Linked DNA regions of Mus musculus: region 1 is linked to region 2. The links are chromatin contacts, called in public Hi-C maps. All regions are on one chromosome and are shown on one strand. Each heading gives the region's core, a stretch centred on a gene start, on an enhancer-like site or on the middle of the called end of the contact. The rest is flanking DNA. Distances are from core to core; before and after follow the strand shown. Region 1 overlaps Vav3 (vav 3 oncogene). Region 2 has its middle 73 kb from the start of Slc25a24.

Region 1 (4,063 bases), core at 230-2,729, 280 kb before region 2:
TCAACTGTACCACACAAAGCAAAGCGGCCACAGCTTCAGGTCTCACCAGTGGGCCGACAGGGCACAGTCTCACCAGTGGTGAGTTTTAAGGAGTCTGCTCTTTTTAAAGCAAGACATGAACTGGGGAGTGTGCTTGGGCATCCATATGTATCCATATCCTGTATACTGGTTTATGTGAGTACAGAGGCTTATATTATGATAGAAATGTTCAAGATTTTTCTGCCACAATGTTTAAATACAAGATTGTCTCAATGCATCATGGCCACCAACTTTCTGGGCTCCAACTGCCTTTTTAAAATGTATAATTGTTTGGGACCAACAGAAGGATTAAATATCTGCATTGGAGCACCTTATATAACAGGCATTGATAAAGTTTTAATAAAAAGGCACAATGGCACACACACTCACACCCCACTCACAAACATTCACACACACTCAAACATACTCTCACACACACATACACACACTCACACACACACACACACAAACACACACACACACACACACACACACACACACACACACTCCTGTAAGCATGCTACCCAGGAAACTCTGGGAGAGGCGTTGTCACAAGCTCAAGGCCACCCCCTATATATAATAAGACCTTATCTCTGTTTTGAAAATGAAGAACATTTAAAAATAGTTCAATTTAGTTATTTTGACTCTTTGGTTACCCTCTAATTTTTACCTTAATTATCATTATTATTCCTCAGGGAATAATAATGATGTCATGAAGACAAACACAATTTTTTTTTAAGTTCTTAGTTTTCTTTTTAACATCTCAGATGCTAAAATATCTGTTTCCTCTTTTGCTCCATGATACATCATTAATAATCTTCTGGAACTTTATTTCAGAGCAACTCACTGGAAAGTCTCCTTCAACGAAAATGAAACAGGTGGAGTAGATCCCCTTGTGCTCATTAGAGCTTGGTGAATCTCTAAGCCACAGCAGGTCTTGGAACAGTGTCATTTTTTTCACAGCCTAATGAAAACTCTGGAGAGAACACAATGATATGGAACACCTCTATGGAGGGGGAAGTCATAAGTCAGTTTATGCTTTAAGACTCAATTCTTATTTTTGGTTTATGTGCATATCTATGTGTGGATATGCCGTGTATACATGGGTGTGCACTGAGGTAAGCAGAGACATCACATCTATCTCCTCTATTGTTGTTACAGACTGTTGTGAACTACTCAGTGTGGGTTAAGGGACTGAAACTCAGACCTTCAGGAAAAGCAGCAAGCACGCTTAACTGCTGATTCGTCTCCCCAGCATTTACCCTAGGTCCTGCCTTCTAAAAAAAATGTCCAAGAAGGACTTTGGCCTTCCTGCTGCTTGCAGAGGAGGAAACAAACATAAATAAGGAAGAACATGCTCAGAGATGACAAGGCTGAGGGCTCCATCTCCCTGGCTTCCCTCCTGATTCCCAGCCCAGGGCTGCCTGCTGCTCCAATAAACAGGATATTCAAACATTGCACATAGTGACACACTAGCAACAGCAACTCTCTAGTAAGGGACACTGCTATGCAATCTCACTTTTGTTCCTGTTCCTTGATGTCTTGTTTGGTTGTTGCTGTACTTTTGAGACAGAATCCTATCATGCCTAGCTTGACATTTATATTATTTATATGAACATGTTGTTGGTAATTGCATATTAAATTTGTATTCAGCAAAATATTTTAATGAGAAATGCAAAAATATGTTTGTATTGTTATAAGCAAGTAAATAGTTTTCAACCTTTCTTTTTGTTGTCATTTAAATGAAATTTGATCAGAAGCCAAGAACTAAGAGGCTACAGAAAGGCAGAGAGCCATGCAGAGAGGTGATGGAGAGGCAGAGGTACAGAGGCCCTAACTCAGGAACAACCTCTCCATTTCCTAGAGCATGGCACCTTAAAAAGGTGCCTTCATTCCATTACAGAAGTTCTGAATTTCTTTCCAAGTCACCTTATTTCATATTCTATATGTCCAGTCCATGTGTCGGAAAACCAAAGAAAGAAAGAAAGAAAGAAAGAAAGAAAGAAAGAAAGAAAGAAAGAAAGAAAGAGAGAGAGAAAGAGAAGAAAAGAAAGAAAAATGAAAAAGACAAGAGAAAAATAAACATCTGGTTCTGAAATAGAGAAAGAAATAAAACTGAAGTATCAGAGAGAAAAAAAAGTCTTCCAACATTCCTCAGTTAATTTTTCTATACTCAAGCTTCTTAGAATGGTAACTGAACTAAATGTAAAACGAAGTCACAACAAACACTGGGGTGGCTGCCTGGCATGCGTAAAGAACGTGTAAACTGATGTAGGAACTTACTTTTCACTAGTAGACTTATTATCTTCAGCCTATAAGGGCAAAATTACACTTCAGAATATTTGGTAGAATTGTTCTTACTCTTAAAGTATCAATTCTTTAACTGTGAATAAAACACAGAAAGTGAAGCTAACCTCCCTAATGGGTCTTGTCCTGTCCTGTCCTGTCTTGTCTTGTCTTGTCTTGTCTTGTCTTGTCTTGTCTTGTCTTGTCTTGTCTTGTCTTGTCTTGTTTTGATTGAGACAGGGTTGCACTGCATAGACCGGGCTGTCCTGAAATTTGCTATGTAGATGAGGCTGGCCTCAAACTCACAGAGTTCTTTCAGTCTCTGCCCCCTTCCCTCCTGCCCCTCTGCCCTCTACCCTTGCCCCTGACTCTGTCTCAGTGATGAAATTAATGACATGAGCCACCATAACCAGGAATGAGGATTCAACAACCCTGATATAATCACAAATGTAATGATGGGCAGTGGATTTGAACTTGTAGTGCTCATCACCCCAAAAGGAACTGTTTTAAACCCACAGAAATCAACTCTTCGCATCTAGGTGTCAATATGATCGTTTCAAACCAAAGTACCTCGCTAAGAAAGATGATTTCCATATGAATGTTAATATTTTCTTTTGGTCCTTTCGCAAATGTTTTGTTTCAAGTATGTAGACATTTGGGAAAGAGAAGCTAATGTTCTACTGGGCTTCAGGACTTATAGAATGATGCTGATAAGGGATTTCGCCAGCCTCTATAGAGGAATGAGCCAAGAGGGAGAGAAGCCATTATACCTGACCTTGAATTTCATGCATTTAAAGAGCACCCCCTCAAGGTGTACCACAGGCACAACAACCTAGCTCTTCAGCGCTTCATATATTCCACCTCCCACAGTCCAACTGAGCTCTGACATCACTAGTAGAGCAAATGTTTTCAGCAACTTAGCTTGGCTTTGTGAGACTCTGGCCGTCCTGGAACTTATTCTATAGACCAGGCTGACCTTGGACTGGCAGAGATCAGCCTGCCTCTGCCTCCCAAGTGATGGAATTTAAGGTGTGCACTACTATGTCCAACTTAGCTATTTCTTTTGAGATGGTTCTTGGGGAACAATAGAGGATGCTTGCTCATTTTTCTTCTCCTTTTTTATTAACTGAAACATTGTACTCAGTTATGAGAGGAAACAGCAAGTCAGCAAATGCCATTTCCCCTCTAAATTTCAAGTAGCTCGCTCCTTGAAAGCTACTAATACAAACCAAGAATTGGAAGTTAATAATTTACAGAAAGACAACATTCACATTATCATAACAAATTTGGCTATTGTCACACTCCTGACGAATAATGACTAATTCAGACCCCAGATGTTTTCTTAAGAAGATGTTTCCAATATGCATATTTAATAGTGTCTTGAAATAGAGGTATTTCACAATATCCTGGAAGGCTCGGTTGACACACAACTTCTTAAAACTTGCAATACTAAAATTTTCTAACTGTAACAGAAATATGGAACATTGCTAAGTGGCATTACTCCTTTGAACTGCCTGTGTTCATGGACAACTGTTGAAGACAGGCATTACCAAGATGAATGATGGTGATGTGCGAAGCCCCAGATGAAAGTGCATTGTTGAAAAAAATGCTCGTTAAATAATACAGTCCAAAGCAGATGCACACATCCTGTTTTAAATTGCTTTTAAAACTCAATGTACAGTTTATATTTTTTTAGAATAACATTTTTAATTGGCAGTCTAGCAACAAAACTGCCAAGAAAAGGCAATTTATAAGTAAT
Region 2 (4,026 bases), core at 515-3,014:
CACCCTGATAAGCACCTCAGTATTAAGATAGATCAGTACAGAAGCATACCATCAAGTGAAGGAGAAATGAGAGCATCCCACCAGCCGCGGACATGACACCCTTGGGACGTGAAGACCATGCGTGAAATGCAGACACGTGCCTGAACCTACTCAAGTGTCCAAATAAGAGGTGACCACTGACTGTCGATGTGAAATAATGTAGTCATCCAGGAAGGGAGCCTCAGTGAGGAGCTGTCTAGATTAGTCTGGCATGAGGGCACATCCATGAGGGATTTTCTTAGTTGGATTAATTGAGGTGGGAAGATCCAGCCTAAATATGGATGGCACTATTTCACAGGCAGGGCTCTGGACTGTCTAAGAGTAGATACGAAAAGCAAGCTAAGGACAAGTGTGCATGCATTCACCGTCCCTCTGCTCTTGACTGTGGATATGACTGTCTGGTTCAGCTTCCTGCCATCGTGATGAACTGTTACCTGGAATTGTGACTTCTCCCCTTTGATGAACTTTTAGCTGGAATTGTGAGCTAAAATACTTACTCCTCCAAGTTGCTTTAGTCAGAGTGTTTTATCACAGCAAAAGGAAACAAAACTAGGACACCCAGAGTCCCCTGTGCTAAAGTACCTCTGCTTGCTCCCCGCAGGGCACTTCACTCAGCATCCAAGTCACACCACATCATCTAAACATGCCTGGTACCTAAGCTGCCTGTGAGGCAACTAATATTCTAAACGCAAGATTCTGATAGTCTTCAAAACTTGAATTTCTTCAAAGCAAAAGGAAATGTTGTAGTTTTAACAATGGTGTAAAAAAAATGGTTTATTGATGGCATGACTAAACGAATTGCTAGTAAAGAATGGTTAATCGATAAAATATTATAAAATCACCCCACTTAAACCACAGATTTTCACTGGATGAAAGTAGCCACATAACCTGATGGTATAGATTGTATCACAAGTGTTATTTTGACCCCGTTTCAAAGAAAATTATGAAAAGATTCAGTGGATCCATAATGCTCTAGAAGCCTTTCAATGATTTTTTTTTCTGTCAAAAAAAGTCCTTGAATATATACTAAAAATATCCACTAAAAGTGTTACAGAAAAGCCAAACTGATAAACATTTGGTATTTCTGGTTCTTTTCACCAAAGTTGTAGCCCAGTGTAGACACTAGATCCATACTCTTTCTGCCTGATCACATTTATCATCACCAAAGATCACATGGAGAGGAGAAGAGGGAGGAGAAAGATAACGATTTGCAAAACTAGGTGGTGAGATCTAGAAATAATCTTATGTTTATTATGTCTTAATTTCCCTTAGTTACGGTGAACAATTAGATGAATTCAGGATAGGCAAGAAGTGAAGTAAAGAGAAGTCTACTGATCTACATAGGAGTGAGAGTTTTGTGGGGAAGCAATATAAGAACAGAAAAGAAGCTGAGGGGGCACAAGAAATGATGGGATTTCCAGCCAATTTTATTTCGATTCCTTAAACATGTCTTCTTACATCACAACAACCAAGGTGAACTGAGAAACTTAATGCAAAAGGATAAGTATAGCCAGTTCCTTGTTACTAGCTAGTAATCATGACAACCTAGTTATCTATAACTAAGCATCTTATCTATTTCCCACATCAGTTTGGTACAGTTGTGCATTTTTAAATGAATACTGTTTTCTGAGTGTGTTTTATTTCTTCTACTATAAAAAGGGAAATGAGATGTGGGTTTCCGTGTGTCATCTCAGCATTAGTCACCTTAAACAACCTTCCCAAATGAATCATCTAAAACGCAAAATGAAACATGCAGTTCTAAAGAACTGCTATGAATCCATCCCAGAGATGGTACAAAGGAAGTTCAAGTCTGAGCTGAGAACAAGAACCTGCCAAGGGAAGCAGAGACCAAACCCTGCAGGAAGTTTGCAATGCCCTGGAGGCAAAGAGTGTAAAACTCACAATGCCCAGGAAAGGAAAGCAAACCCCAGATCCTTCAAAACACAGAGAATCACACAGAGAGACCTGCACACAAGGGAAATCTCAACCAGGCTCAGAATAAAGAAGATGAGGAACAAATGCCTCCTTCTCTGCAGAAAGAGACCGTGTGCCTGTACCTGGCATTGGCACAAAGAGGAAATCTAGCCTCTCTCCTGAGATTTCACAGCCTCTGAGGATCACAGTCTAAATTCACCCAAACTTTATGACCCAGGATCTCACAAAGAAAATGCGAGGTCTCTCCAAGGACTTCCTCAAGGGGAGTGATGGCAGTGAGGTGGAGTTACCGAAACTTCCAAACTCACCCTGAAAACCCAAGCCAACAACCTAAAATGCTTCTGACTCTCTTCCAGACACTGACCGGAACCTCGGGATGCTTTCTTTAGTACTTTGGCTCTTTCTTCTTTCTCTGAAGTTTCCCCTCCCATCATGTGGCTGCTTGTCTGCCATGTGTCTGACCTCCATGTCCACTTAAATAGATTTCTTTTCTTCTGTCCTCCATTCCCATCTTCCTGGAAGATGTACAATTTGCCTGCCTTGCAGGAGTTTTTCTCTTCTAAAAGCTAATAAAATTGTCCTTCATCTTTTTTTTTTAAAGTTGACAAATACTCAACACCACCAAAAGACTCACTCAAATGGAACTTGGAAAGTAACCCTGAGGACAACTGGAGGGGCAGAGAGAAAGCCTCAGACTAGTCAACTAGTGTGGTACAACTCCTGCTGTACTACACTTGTCCCCATCACTTCCAATATTAAAGATTTACCTGGATTTTCCTCCAGTGCCTCCCACTAGCAAACCAAGTAGTTGGCTGACGTAGGAACTTAGGAAACAAGGTTTCTGATATCCACTTCTTGCATTATATGGTAAGGAAAAGAAGGAACAAAGATAAGTCCATGTCACTTAGACAAATGACCAGGGCACCCTTAGTTTTTCCTTTGCTATGATCAGAGAAGTTCTTAGCATGGAAAAATTATGAACATGGTCTCTGTTGACCTTAAATGAACCCGTGACAGTGTGTTTAAACCATCAAATATTTAAAAGAATGTGATCCTTTCATCCAAACTAGGTCGACTTTGGTGGACACAAAAAATTGGTCCCAGAAGTGGGATTCTGCTGCAGCAAAAAATCCCAGAAGATATGGCACTGGCTTAGAGGTCTGTGGGTCAGGAAAAGAGAAGCCATACTCAGAGGCTGAAATGGTCTTTCATTTTTGGCAACAAGAAGCATTGAGTAAAGCAGTCACAATAGTAACCTGGAAGGCAGATCACCTGTCAAGTGAATGTATGTGCCTTAGTGAAGAGTTCGGAAAACAAAATGTTAGTTGTGTATTTTTCTTACAGCTGACTGCTTCCAACAAGGAGCCAGAGGGCTGAAATGAGTTCAGAATATTTGATCCTTTCATGGGAAAGAGAGAAAACAGAGTCCACAATTTCAAGACCTCATGCAGTGCAAAAGGCAAGTGTTTCTCAATTCCAAAGAGTTCAGTTCAAAATAAAACACTGAGGAAGTTGGAATGCAGCAAAGGATAATTAAAACTTGGCTTTAGAGCAAACATGCAGTTAAGAATATGGGCATATGTTCAGAGTTCCATACCTTGAAACTGATTAAGATAGCAGCTGGAGTAGATATTGAACTAGTAATGTGATAACCAACAAGTGTTTTCACTGGGAAATTAACTCAACAAAAAGATATCATGTCTGTGATTTGGTGAATTTTTTTAAAAGATTCAAATATACATCTCTGCTCATATGCACATATAAAACATACATGTACACATCTATGTTTTACTAAAATAATAAGGCAATTGTTGGAGGAGGTGATAGTACTAGAGACAAGATTTATTTCAACATAAGTTATTTCATGGCTTAATGCTTTAATCATATTGTTTTATATTCTCAAAGATACATGTACTGGCTAGTTTTGTGTCAACTTGACACAGGTTGGAATTATCACAGAGAAAGGAGCTTCAGTTGGGGAAATGCCTCCATGAGATCCAGCTGTAAGGCATTTTCTCAATTAGTGACCAAGTGGGGAGGTCTCCTTGTGGG

The links. A called contact is a pair of places that touch in the nucleus more often than the background predicts.
Region 1: a Hi-C map of bone marrow-derived macrophages shows a contact between it and region 2, with 24 read pairs. The contact joins two enhancer-like sites. A contact is called at or near these places in 1 of 15 datasets of contacts at CTCF or cohesin (the NIH/3T3 cell line), 13 of 484 Hi-C or Micro-C datasets (the AML12 cell line, B cells, Kupffer cells and 10 more), 4 of 115 datasets of contacts at active chromatin or transcription factors (CD8 T cells, the HPC-7 cell line, the NIH/3T3 cell line and 1 more) and 2 of 9 other capture datasets (adipose tissue and liver).

What each region holds. Positions count from the first base shown.
Region 1 is chr3:109,478,152-109,482,214 of GRCm38.p6, reverse strand. All of the region lies in intron 2 of Vav3 (vav 3 oncogene), which reads right to left. Among named protein-coding and RNA genes, the nearest start is that of Vav3, 140 kb to the right of the region's middle. Within about 2 kb of position 1,479, at least 10 of the 459 cell types and tissues checked have an H3K27ac peak or open chromatin away from gene starts, as enhancers often do. A contact at or near this core is called in bone marrow-derived macrophages, where this site is marked.
Region 2 is chr3:109,194,114-109,198,139 of GRCm38.p6, reverse strand. No RefSeq gene overlaps it. Among named protein-coding and RNA genes, the nearest start is that of Slc25a24, 73 kb to the right of the region's middle. Within about 2 kb of position 1,764, at least 31 of the 459 cell types and tissues checked have an H3K27ac peak or open chromatin away from gene starts, as enhancers often do. A contact at or near this core is called in bone marrow-derived macrophages, where this site is marked.